Regions from separate parts of the Sus scrofa genome. Here regions 1, 3 and 4 are each linked to region 2. Evidence: chromatin contacts called from public Hi-C and promoter capture Hi-C data. All regions are on one chromosome and are shown on one strand. The core of a region is the stretch at or near the end of the contact, and the rest is flanking DNA. Distances in the headings are between cores, read along the strand shown.

The links. Promoter capture Hi-C pulls out the DNA fragments that hold promoters and counts their contacts. A called contact is a pair of places that touch in the nucleus more often than the background predicts.
Region 1: a contact with region 2 is called in a Hi-C map of skeletal muscle, with 5 times the contacts expected there. A contact is called at or near these places in 1 of 5 promoter capture datasets (fetal liver) and 7 of 47 Hi-C or Micro-C datasets (embryonic fibroblasts, mesenteric adipose tissue, omental adipose tissue and 4 more).
Region 3: a promoter capture Hi-C map of fetal liver shows a contact between it and region 2, with 4 times the contacts expected there. A contact is called at or near these places in 2 of 5 promoter capture datasets (fetal liver and liver) and 7 of 47 Hi-C or Micro-C datasets (embryonic fibroblasts, fetal liver, liver and 4 more).
Region 4: a Hi-C map of subcutaneous adipose tissue shows a contact between it and region 2, with 2.1 times the contacts expected there. A contact is called at or near these places in 6 of 47 Hi-C or Micro-C datasets (embryonic fibroblasts, mesenteric adipose tissue, omental adipose tissue and 3 more).

What each region holds. Positions count from the first base shown.
Region 1 is chr3:38,115,717-38,118,495 of Sscrofa11.1, forward strand. It overlaps ADCY9 (adenylate cyclase type 9), which reads left to right and starts at 1,495. Exons shown (of 13, transcript XM_021086711.1): 1 at 1,495-1,790.
Region 2 is chr3:37,441,525-37,444,626 of Sscrofa11.1, forward strand. SEC14L5 (SEC14-like protein 5) reads right to left here and starts at 1,604. Exons shown (of 16, transcript XM_003124623.4): 1 at 1,348-1,604; 2 at 570-685. The coding sequence starts at 632.
Region 3 is chr3:37,971,214-37,974,255 of Sscrofa11.1, forward strand. VASN (vasorin) reads right to left here and starts at 1,264. Exons shown (of 4, transcript XM_021086696.1): 1 at 771-1,264. All of the region lies in intron 9 of LOC100513346 (coronin-7), which reads left to right.
Region 4 is chr3:38,097,476-38,100,596 of Sscrofa11.1, forward strand. All of the region lies in intron 1 of SRL (sarcalumenin), which reads left to right. Among named protein-coding and RNA genes, the nearest start is that of ADCY9, 18 kb to the right of the region's middle.

The DNA of each region.
Region 1 (2,779 bases), core at 245-2,744, 670 kb after region 2:
GGGGATGGAGTGCATGGAGACCCAGGGACAAGGGAAGTCCTCCCAGATGAAGCAAGCACACTTTCTGAATCATGTGTGAGGATACACCGCCCAGCAGAGGATTTTTTTCTCATTGGCAAATGTAATTATTTGAAAAGCCTGACCAATGCATATATATATATATATATATTTATTTAAGCATTTAAATATGTTTCCCTTGGTGAAAATCCACTTATGTAATATCAGGACTCTCTGGCAAATACTGAGAGAGCCGGGTTACGGCACTTGGGAAGGGAGAGGGATTCTTGCTACACTTTGAGGGATGAGTGGGTTTGGAAGGTCAGAGGCCAGTTCGGGTTGGGGTGGTGCCCACGCAGGGTGGGGGTGGGGGGATGGATCAGAGAAAGGAAGGCATCTCTGTAGCCGGCGAGGAATCAAGGTGAGAAGAGGTGAGTTAGCGGAAACCTGCCTGGTAGTGGAAACCCAAGGAACTTGGGTTTGAGGCCACTCCAAAATTCTGAACAGAGAGAGCAGTGAAGCAGCAGAGAAGTTCCTGCCGCAGCAGAACTGTTGGAGAGGTGAGAGCAGTGCCTCCGATGGTGCCCCCAGGACCAGCGGTTGCCGGCCTGCTGGGTGGGGGGTACTGATCTCCGTCCTCCCTGTTTGCTGGAGCTCAGTAGGGAGGCGGCGGAAAGAGGCCCCACCCCTTCAGTCTGGCCCTACTTAGGAGCCCCTGTTGGGCCCTGGACCCCTACCAGCCCTGGGCAGACCCAAATCCATGTCCCTTCTCTAGATCCCCGTGATATGTCGATTACTCCAGCCCTGGTGACCAGGGCCAGCGGACAAGAGGCCACGCAAGTCTGTGTGGCCGGGGCTGGACAAGGACACAGGCTGCTCCTAGCCCGCGGCCGCGGTTCTCAGATCACCCAGCGAGACGGGCTCCCGGTTGGGGGCAGGGGCAGCTTCCTGCGCGGAGACCCATCTCTAAGTGTGGGGACCTCCCGGGCTGCGGCCAGAGGCCTCACCGTGGCCAGGTCCGGTCTCGGGTCAGCGTCGCGGCTGGGGGGGCCTCAGCCTTCGCCGGGGCACCGCGCCACCAGCAGCGGAAAACGAGGCCCCGAGCAGGGCAGTCCTGGACCCGGGATCGGGAAGGCGAGCGCCTGGCAGAACCTGGCCTCGACCCTCAAGCCCGCCTTCTGGACGCACAAACAGATGTTCTGAGGGGCTCGTCACCGCGACCCCGAGGCCTCCCGGCGCACGGCCGCGGAGCCCAGACCCCGCCGAGCCTCGCCTGCGGGAGCCTGCGCCGCCGCCGCCGCCGCCGCCGCCGCCGCCGCCGCCGCCGCCGCCGCCGCCGCCGCCGCCGCCGCCGCCGCCGCCGCCGCCGCCGCCGCCGCCGCCGCCGCCGCCGCCGCCGCCCGCTCCCGAGAACGCGCCCGGGGTCGCGCATGCGCAGGCGCGCGCCTGCGCTTCCTGGGCACGCGGGCTCGGCGGGGCCGCGGCTTCGGTGACTCAGCGCCGGGGGCGGGCGGGCCGCTGGGTTCCCACCCGCGGGGGCCACGGCCTCCGCCCCCAGGCCGGGCCGCGGGGCAGGCTCGCCGCCCCAGCCCGCTCGGCCCGCCCTCCGCCCGCTGGAAGCCTGCAGGGTCTCCATGGTTTTCCTTTGGGGCCCAGAAAGGCCTTGAACTTGGTCAGAGCTGTGGGGTGAAGCCACAGATTTCTGGAGGCATTTGGGGGACGTGAAGAACGTCCACGACAGATGGGTGCTGGCAGCTACAGTGTTGTGGTTTTCACCTGCGGTCAGCCCTCAGGTAAAACAGGAACTGATAATTTTAGGGGGTTATCGCACCTCCCTTCCCTCGCCAGAAATTCGGAGAAGCTGGAAAAGCTGGAACCCTGCCCTCTCCTCCTGGTCCTTTAGGACAGAAATCCAGCCTCATCTTGCTCACTCACTCCTACTTCTGGGTGACCGCAGGCGGAAAAGCACTTAGGGCAGATGAAACTTCAGATACGGGGACCAGGGAAGGTGATATTATTAGAATATCTTTTTTTGTGGCTCCTGGGTTTCCCAGAATCACTAATCTCTGGAGCCAACAAGGACTTCAGAGATTCTGTAATATCACATCAAGTAGTTGTTAGCTTCTCTTTGAAACCTGTCCAGTGACAGGGTCTTGGGACAGGATGCTGGTTTAGTTTCCTCCCTCTGCTCTATTTGAAACCTGTCCAGTGGGGGTCTTGGGACAGGATGCTGGTTTAGTTTCCTCCCTCTGCTCTGGACCCCTGCTGTGAGACACCGCTTCTTTCTTGCAGCTCTGTGGGCATCAGGTGTGTCCCTCATTTCCCGCTTAGACCCCTGGGCACACGAGAACCTGGGAAGGACCCTCTGTGGCTCAACAAGGATGGCCAGCTGGTTACTGAAAGTAAAGGGGGAGTTCCTGCTGTGGTGCTGTGGGTTAAGGATCTGGCGGTGTCTCTGGTGGCTTGGGTCAGTGTGGAGGCGAGGTTCGATCCCCAGGTGCAGTGGATTAAAGGATACCCGCTTGCCTCAGCTGAGGCTCACATTCAATCCCTGGCTGAGGAACTTTCATGTGCTGGGGATGCGGTCATTAATTAAAAAAAAAAGAGGGGGATTTCTTTTAATTTCCTAGATTTTCTTGGCTGTTGCTTTGGGGTGGAGAGCATGCGGGCCTCTGATACCCTGGTGGCTTGAGAGGAAAGGGAAATCCTTGGAAAGGAGTTGTGTGATGGCCTCGGTGTGGATTTAGCTGCCTCTCCCACCCTCTGCCTGAGGAAGCTCTGC
Region 2 (3,102 bases), core at 354-2,853:
GGAGCCACTGTCCACACCCCCTTGTGGATCCAGGCCTGGCTTTCCCTCTTCCTGGCCCCAGAACTTAAAGCCGTCCTTTCACCTGTCCAAGCTTCACTTTAGTGGAGGTAAAATGAGAATGAGAAGAGCTGCTGGAAATTACACGAAATAACATCTGTAAAGACTTAACGCCACAGACCCTCAGTGAATGGCTGCTGTCATCATCATTAGTATATATATAATAATAACTATTATTATTACACAAAATGACAGCAGTGGTTTGGCCCCTGACATGCTTGTTTTCTATTGAAGGGGACCGAGATAAGAGGACAGATAAGCTTCAACAAGGAAAGGAGGGAAAGACCTTGTGTTTTGGTCAGTGGGCAAGGGTTCCGGAAGTTGTGATGAAAGGTGGGACGGCCAGGCGAAGGGTCCTGGTTAGAGGCTGGACCCACCCAGTCAGTGGAGTAGCTCATTAATTCCTTCTGATCGGGGGGTTCAAGGGGGTCTCCCTCTTCTTACCATCAGAGCTGACCTCTGGTATCCCTCCACCCGTCACACAAGGGACCTCAGGGTCGGGGGTCACTCACCGCCATGACCAGCTCGAACGGGTACTTGTAGACGCGGACAGGAGACTGGTACTTCTGCACCATGTTCTTGCAGGACGACCAGCGAGAGCCACCCAGGCAGGAAGTGGGCACGGAGCCTGAGTGAGGGCGACTGGTGAGGCGGCAGCGCCCACCCTGTGAAGCAGGAGCCCTGCCCACTGCTCCCTAGCCAGGGGCAGGCCCACCCTTGGCGCCACCCACACATCTCCTCAAGTCAAGGGGGCCAGGGATCCCCAGATTACTTTGGGCCAGTCCCCAAACCCCTGTTCTGTCCGTTACCCTTGGCCCCCGACCACTCTCCCTCCTCAGGATTAATCGGTACACACAACGTTTGGGCCCCACCCCTTCATGCTGAGGGTCATGGAAAACCCAGTAAGTCCAAATGGAAACACATACATTCGCAGTTCTCACACTCCCACAATTCCTTCACCCACGCAGCCCACAGCCTGCCACCGACATCCGGAACACACAGTCCCCCCAAGATTCATTGCACCTGCCCTCCCATTTTCCTCCAAGACACATTAACATTCAGTCCTCACCAAATTTCACACGCACACACATGTACGACTGCCCTCCCACACGGGGCTGCCCTTGCAAACGCACTCAACTTTGCACACACACCCAGCTCCCCGGAGCACGCACCTACCCAACTCCAGGCTCTCATATAATTCTCCTGATGCGCACAGACGTTCACACACATGCACACACACCGATGTACACGCACACACGCACATCCCCCCCCACCCCCAGCCCTGCTCACCGTCGCCCTCGGAGTCTCCTGGGACACAGCCCCAGGGCAGTGCGGAGCTGAGCCCTCCAGGGTCCCCTGCGGCCGCCTGGCCCGAAGCTCAGAGCCTGGGACTGGGTGCAGCTGCGGTCGCTGAGCTGGGGGCGTCTGATCCTGCACACCCTGCGGCCGGGCGGGTCAGGGAGGGACTTAAGGGACGGGAGCTAGCCCTGCCGGGGCGGGAGCGCTCCAGGACCCAGGACAGCGGAGATCTTGGACTGGCTCCGCCCTCGTCCCCCCAGCCAACCCCTTTCCTCCGCCCCCGGCTCAGCCATGGCCCCGCCCAGATTTACCCCGCCCTGGGCAGGCCCCGCCCCAGCCTGGCCCCGCCTTGGACTGGCCCCATCCCAGTCTTAGTCCCGCCTTTTATTCTACACTTCCTTGTTTGACCACGCCCCGCCCCGCCCTTCCTCCCGTATGGCCCCGCCTCACGCAGGCCCCGCCTCCATAGGTCCCGCCCCTAAAGCACTCGCCTCGCGCGTGGCCCAGCCCCAGGAAGACCCCGCCCCCAGGCTGCGGCTCTAATCTAGCTCTGCCTCCAGGCGAACCCTTGCTTGTCCCGCCCCTCTATCCCAGTACAGTTCCCTAACTCGGGCCAACCCTCTCTCCTCCTGGACTCTGAGTCCGGTCCCTCCACTGGCCACGCCCCAGAACCCTCTCGGTTCTGCCCCGAGTAGCAGGCCTGTCGGTATCTGGTATCTTTCATTCACTTTGCAGTTGTTTACACATCGCTTAAGTGTTAGGACTTATCAAGTGCTGAAGAGTCATCAGTGAACAAAACAGGTAGAGTTTTGTGGAGTTTACATTCCAGTGGGGGAGACAGACATTCGATAAGTGAGCCAAATATATAGCATTATGTGAGATGGGGGAAAATGCCAAGGTGAAAAAAATAAACAGGGAAGGGATTCAAGGAGTGAAGGAGGTCCTGTTGTGGCTCAGCGGAAATGAACTGGGCTAGTACCCATAAGGATGCGGGTTCGATCCCTGGCCTCGCTCAGCGGGTTGATACGGCAGGGAGAGTGTGTACAGGGAGACAGATATATCATTACACTTGTGACAACCAATCCTTTTTCTTCCTTCCTAGCATTGTGTCACACTCTGCAATCACCTCCTTTATTCATCCATTCATTTATTTGTAGGTCTGTCCAAGGAGAGCGTGAGCTCCGCGAGAGCAGAGACTGTGTCTTGTCTGTCTTATTCATTTGCCCCACGGCAGCAGGGTCTTCCTGGGGATCTGGCAGCCGTAGATGCTCAGTGCGTTTTCTTGGCTAAAGGTTGTCCAGGGTAGAAATGGAGCACGCGATTCCTATCATTGCCACAAGGTGGCAGCAAAAGACCGTCAATGGCTCCTTCTTGGTTAAGGTTATCAAAGCTGGAAATGGAGCGCACGATTCCCATCCTTGCCACAAGGTGGCAGCAAAAGACTGTCAATGGCTCCTTCTTGGGTAAGGCTAAAAATAGAGTGCACGGCCCCCATCTTCGCCACACGGTAGCAGCAAAAGCCCGTCCACGGCTCCTTGGGTCTTCTAGAAGGGGAAATTGCTGGGCAAGGTAGGAGTAGAGGGAAGATCCGCTCTACTGTAGGTTCATCAGAGAAATTCCCAGGCTCCTCCCCGACGTCCGTGCAGGGCACCAAGTGCTCGTTCACACTGTTGGCGGTTGTGACAACACGAGAGGCTTGAGTTGACCCAAGATAATCAGAGCGGAATGTTTACACCTGAAAGGATC
Region 3 (3,042 bases), core at 14-2,513, 530 kb after region 2:
AGCCAGTGACCACAGGGGACCTGGGCAGCCCTCAGGCCCCAGTGCTGCCAACCCTGGGACACAAAAGACTAGGCTGGCTCCAGGCCATTGGGTTCACAGCCTGAGCAAAGCCCCTTCCCTGGCAGAGGCAGAAATGGGGCACCTTGTTACCTGGAGTATGATTCAGCCAGCCAGAGTTCCTACCCTCCTCCCCAGGGCTGCATGCCTGCGACCCCCTTGCTCCGCCCTGAGTGACAGGGGCCCTCAGGACCCCAGGCCATCGATCTGCACAGGGGGACGGGGGCAGTGATGGGGAGCGGGGGTTATCCATACCCAGAACCAGGCTGTGTCACTCCAGGAGGTAAAAGTAACCCAAGACTATGGTTTGGCCATCCCCTCTAAGAGGTTTAATTCATAAAACTGGTCATGCCGGAGGGCCCAGCCGCGGGAGGAGGAAGCGAGGGAGGGGGTGTTTATTTTGTCTACTCGCAGCCCCGCAGGCCGGTGAGCTGCATACATGCGCGCGCGGGAGCGCGCACCCCGGCCGTGGGGCTGTCGTTGCCGGAGGACTGCCTGAGGAGGGGGCGCACGGGGCCTGACTGTCGTGCACCCCCGGGCTAGCCTAGGTGATCCTGCGGGTCTGGGGGCCGCCTGCCCGCCCTGAGTGCCTGTGCTTGTGGTGGAGGAGGCGCGGGGTGGGGGGTCCGCGCGCGTGATCGGAGCGTGTGCACACCCCTCCCGGTGGCCTCCCCCGTCCGCGTCCGCAGCCCCCTAGCCAGGCAGACACTCACCGGGCGGCGGCGGCGGGAGCCGGGCGGGGCGGGCCGCGGCCTCAATGCTTCCCGGCCGAGCGGCCGCAGAGCTTCTGGGTCCCGAGGTAGCCGCGTCCCTGTCTCCCCGCCCCGGGCTCGGGCTGCGGAGTCGACTCGCGGGAGGCGGGTCGCGCCTTAAGGGCCGGGGAGGCGGGTCGGCCACGGGCGGGGGCGGGGCTGCTTCCTATTGGCCGGGGCGGGGCCGCGGAGCCCCGCCTCCCCTCTCCGCGGAAAGGGTCACTCGGCGGGGGCAGCCTGGTTTTCACCCCAACAGCTCCCAGCCAGGCGGGCGGGAGAGGCCTTGCTCAGCCCCGTGGGGAGTCAGGAGCCCCTCGGCCCAGTCTGGTCTGCGAGTAGTTTGCAGTATGACTCTGGGCGGATCCCTGTGATTCGTGGAAAAGGGAGCGAAGATTGAGTTAGAGCAAGCTGGGTGCCCCTGATACACCAGGCAGGTGATGTAAATCGGAGGAACAGACCCCAGACCCAGTGGAGGCCTCGGGAGGGGAGGCTGGTGTAAGGCTCAGCTCTTCGGACCTGTACCAGTTGGTCAGAGCCTTGGATATTTCAGGAGAAAATGGGTATCGGGATTTTTTTTTAGGTGAAATCTTAGTGTGTTGTCGCTCGCCAATGCTGATTTCCAGCGCTCCTGGGTGGGCCACACAGAGAGAGCCCTTCTGAGAGCCTCCTAAATACAGCCTCTAATGCCAAGTCTGAGTCTTGGGGTCCTTTTAAAGGGCTGTGAGCATCTCTGGATCCCCTTTACCACATCTCAGATGAAGGCACTGAAGGGGCAACCAACTATCCAGTTACGGCAACTTCAAGGCCAAAGTGTGCTGAGAGATGCTGGGCTAAAGTGGGAGGTTGGGCCACCGTCAGTAGGCGGGGCCTGGGCTCTGCTGACAGTGGCTCTCGATGGGGCAGAAGGGGCTGGTGCCAGGGGCTGGACTAGTCCAGAAAAATCCCCTGCCTTGGAGGATTCCAGGAAAATGCTCTGCCCTCCTCCCCCTCTGCGCTTGTGGTCAGAGTCAAGCCTCAGAGCCTTCTGAGCCCCGGCTCAATCCCGACTTCCAGCCTGCCCCAGGACACCCGCCACCCCCTCCAGCCCTGCCTGCAGCCAGAGCTTTCAGCTGGGCCAGCTCAAATCTCGGGGGGTTGGGGGGGGGAAATGGCTGATCCCAGCAGGCCAGGCCACACCAGCTGGAGGGTTGCGTGGTTTTTAAACATCTCAATCCCCTGCAGAAGGCAGGATGCCCTCCGTATCCAGTCTCTGACGGGGCTTAGCAGGGTCTGGCTCCAGAAGTGACTCCCCAGCCTCTGCCTCTCAGCTCTTGGCCTCCTTGGTACCTCTCCCGCACTGGGCCTCCTTCCAGGATGGCTGGGCTCTGTACCCTGTGCTGTTTTTGTTATGTGTGGATGTGGGGCAAACCTTGCACACCTCTGAGTGTCTGCTCCCGGCCGGTGCTGGCCGTTAGGTATGTTGCATTTGGCCTACATGGGGCTTTTTAAAACCTCGAAGCCATTGCCAACATTGAAAAACTCAGTGGTTTCACATGAAAATGGGACTTCCCGGCTTGCCTTGAACAGAAACTCTCAACTGGGCTGAGTGGTGGCTGCCCCCCTGACCAAGGCCCAGACTCAGAGCCCGCTCCAGTCTCCACTTCTCCCAGTCTCACACCAGCCTGGTTCACTCTCTCCGTTTCCTGAAGAGTTTGAGTTTACGCTCAGTACTGGGTGGCTCTGGCAGACTGCCCTATGCCTCTGCCCCTGGGCCCTGTGTCCCCCTGGGGACCTCAGGAGACTAGCCCGACTCTCCTCAAGGAACAGGAATTCCTAACAGATCCCAGAGCTTCTCACCTCTGGGGCTGGTCAATCCCACCTGCCTAAAGGGTCCACCCCCCGCCCCTCTCCTGAGCCTGGACTCACACAGGCCATGTTCCTATCCACCCAGAGGTTCAAGGGCAACTTCCAGGAGAGCTCCCTCCCCAGTTAGTCCATCCGTTCCTCGTTTGACTTTAAGGAACCACCCCCACTTAGAACCTGGTTATAGAGTTCCCATTGTGGTTCAATGGGTTAGGAACCTGACCAGTATCCATGAAGATGCAGGCTTGATCCCTAGACTTGATCCGTGGGTTAAGGATCCGGTGTTGCCATGAGCTGCGGCATAGATTGCAGATGCAGCTCAGATCTGGTGTTGCTATGGCTGTGACCGACAGCTGCAACTCCGATTCAACCCCTAGCCTGGGAACTTAGA
Region 4 (3,121 bases), core at 131-2,630, 660 kb after region 2:
AGGCAGAGCTGGGCCTGAGAGGGGGGCATCTTACCCAGCAGGGAGGTGACATGCTGTGTCCTCAGAAGGAGTGCTGTGAGTCCAGGGAGATCCTGGGATGTCTCAGCTGTCCCAAGGCAGGGCACCCATGGTCCCCTCACCCCCTTACCCCCTCACCCCCTGCAATGTCCCCTCTGCCGTCTCTTCCTTAAACGGATCCCAGCCTGGGTGGGAGGGGTAGGCGGGTTAGGCCCAACCTGCTTTTCTGACCCCACTGTCCAAGTAAATCACACTTGTCCCTTGACAGAGGTGTCTGACACAGACTGGCCACATGCCTGCCCTCCACTTGGCTCTCCCAGTGCCCTTGGCTCTCCTGCTAAAGCTACTGGCCTTCGGAAGGGGATCCCCTCGGAAGTGGTTGGCTACGACCACAAGGAAACTCAGGCCTGCCTGTCTGGGGCATCTCTTTCTCCTCGGGCCACATCCCGTCTTATCTAAGATAGAGAGGCCAGCAAATGCCTACCCTTAAGAGAACAGAGTTGGATGTGTGACTTCACAAGGTTGAGAGCCACAAGTAATCCTCTAAGTGCTTTGCCCCGTAACCTAAGAGGATCCGGCCCCCACACACCTGTTTTCACTCCTTTGCTGATAGCAACATAAAAAGCATGCTGGTTAATGACTCGAGGACTGACGAGGGGTGGTGTGGACACGCATCTGGCCTATCTTGGAAAGATCTCCTGGCAAGCCAGGCTGCACGTGCCTGCGGGCAAGGCTGAGGAAGGGCTGCAAGGGCTGGTCCAACATCCACCCCTACGGGGAGCCTGGAGAGGCAGGGGCAGGGCTCTGGGTGGGTCCGATGCTGGCTCCCAGCCCCCCGGCCATCGGGAGGGAGGGAGGATATTACGCCCGCTGCGCTGCCGATCAGGGCTGTGAAGACCAGGGAGGGAGGTGCCCCACTGCAGGCAGGTCCACTCGGGCCCTTCCAGAGACAGGTGATAGGCTGAGTTAGTCTTTTGAGAAGCAAAGCCAGTGCGAGCCCGTTGACACTGACCAATCGTGTTCTAATCATCTAGAACTGCAAGTTTCCGCTTCGGGTGGCACAGAAGATGTTGGCAATTTGTTGGAGAATCATTTCTCTGCTGGAGACGCAAGTATAGAGGAGAAGGAAAGGGCGCTTCAGGCAGAGGCGGCCCCGCGAGAGACGAACCAGCTCCTTCACCCCCCAGATGGCGGGGAGGCTGGGAGTTCGGAGAAGACGGCCCCTGGGGGTCCCGCCGCCCACGGCCTGGGCTCCGATCCCGAAGCCGGCCTCTCCAATGCCTCAGCCTCGGAGCCCGCGCCCCCAGGGGAACCTGCGGGGCCTGGGGAGGAAGATGCTGGCCCGCCAGGAGCAGGCGCCCTCCCTCCAGGAGGGGAGGAGGAGCCGGGGGAGGAAGGAAGGCCGGAGCTCAGCTCCGGAGAGGGCTCAGGACAGGAGGCAGAAAAACAGGCTGGGAGCGGCGAGGTCCCCGAGGACGCCCTAGAGGACCGCCCCGCAGAGGGGGCAGCAGCAGGGACCCCAGAGCCTGAAGACGCAGGGGCATCTCCCAGCACGGAGATGGAGAGCGGAGGGGAGGGCAGCCCAGGGCCGGATCAGGAGCCAGAAGTGCCAGATGGACCCGCGGACGCGGACGCAGAAGCTGGGGACCGGGGGAAGGACCCAGGGGAGCCCAGCCCCAGCCCGGCCTCAGACGTGGGCGCGGATGTGGGGGGCGCCCAGGAGGACGGCGCCCCTGAGGGGCCGCCGGAGGAGCAACCCGACGCCGCCTCCTCTGAAGAAGAGGGGGGCGAAGACCGCAGCGGCGAGGAGGAAGGAGGAGTTCCATCCCAAGAAGAATCCGAAGAGGACAGCGGCGACGGGGCTAGTTCGGAAGAAGCGGACAGCGCCTCGGAAGAGGAGGAGGAGGAGGAGGCGGCGGCGGCGGAGGAAGCCCAGGGAGCAGCGGGAAGCGCGAGCGGCGAGGAGGAAGGGGCCCCGCCGAGCCCCGAAGAGCCGCACGCGGGCCCCGAGGGGGAGGGGACTCAGGGTAGGGGACCCTGGGCGCCCGCGGGCACTTCTGCGGCTGCAGTCTTCCCGGGAGTCTTGCGTGTAGGGGGACAGGCAGGGACCCGCAGGGCGGGGGGAGCCCCAGCCACCCCGGGCTGCTTATGAGCCACTTACACCAGTTTGGAGGGACCCCCCCGAGAGGCCGTGCCCTGGAGGGGGGCTTCTGAGGGCGCCAGAAACCTATCCATTAGGGTCCCTTAATGCATGTTCGCAGGGACCAGTGCCTTAACCCAAAGGACGAGGGACATAGCGGCAGGATTTGAGGCCCAAGGCAGCTTGAAGGGTGGGTAGTCTGGTGCGGACTGGGGGAACCACGTTGGTGGGCTAGCACTTGGGGTCTCCTCTAGAAGACTAGGCCAGGTCAGGAAGGATGAACTGGGACCAGGGTCAGGATTGCAATAAGAAACCTCAGGCTGGCTGGACACTAATGTCCCTCAAATGTCCATCTGGAGCTGCCCGGCTCTCAGGGCTGGGGGACAGGGAGGGAGAGGAGGCAGGCCAGAGGTACTGGGCGGCATTGGAGGTATGTGGCACCCTTGGGATGGTCAGCGCCTGCCGTGACCTCATCCACCCAATCCGCTGGCCTGGACCAAGAGCTGGCTTGTAGGATGAAGGCTCTGGGGTCAGTGTTCACTTTCCAGCAGGTTTCCTTGCAGAACATAATGTCCCCGCTAAGTACCCGCTTGTCCCCTCCGGAGGGGAGGGGCTTCAGGCAGCAAGCCCTGCCCCTTTTCTTGTCCTTTTGGGTCTGATCTCACAAAGACTCACCCCCAAGGTGCCACCCACTCAAGCCCACCGATTTTCTCTGCTTCCCACCCCTGGTAGAACAGATCTCCCAAGTCCATGCCCCCCCATCACCCGAAATCCTTTGTGCAATCAGCCCAGGTAGAAACGGCTCAGATATTAGAGGCTCGAGAATGTGAGCAACCCTCCCTGGGAGCCTCAGGTGGTCACGGGCATCTCCTGCTGAGTCAGAAGCAGCAGTGCCCCCCCCCACCGCACCCCCAGAATCTCAATAGCAGCTCTTCCTGATAAAACGCTCCCTTGACTGGGCCA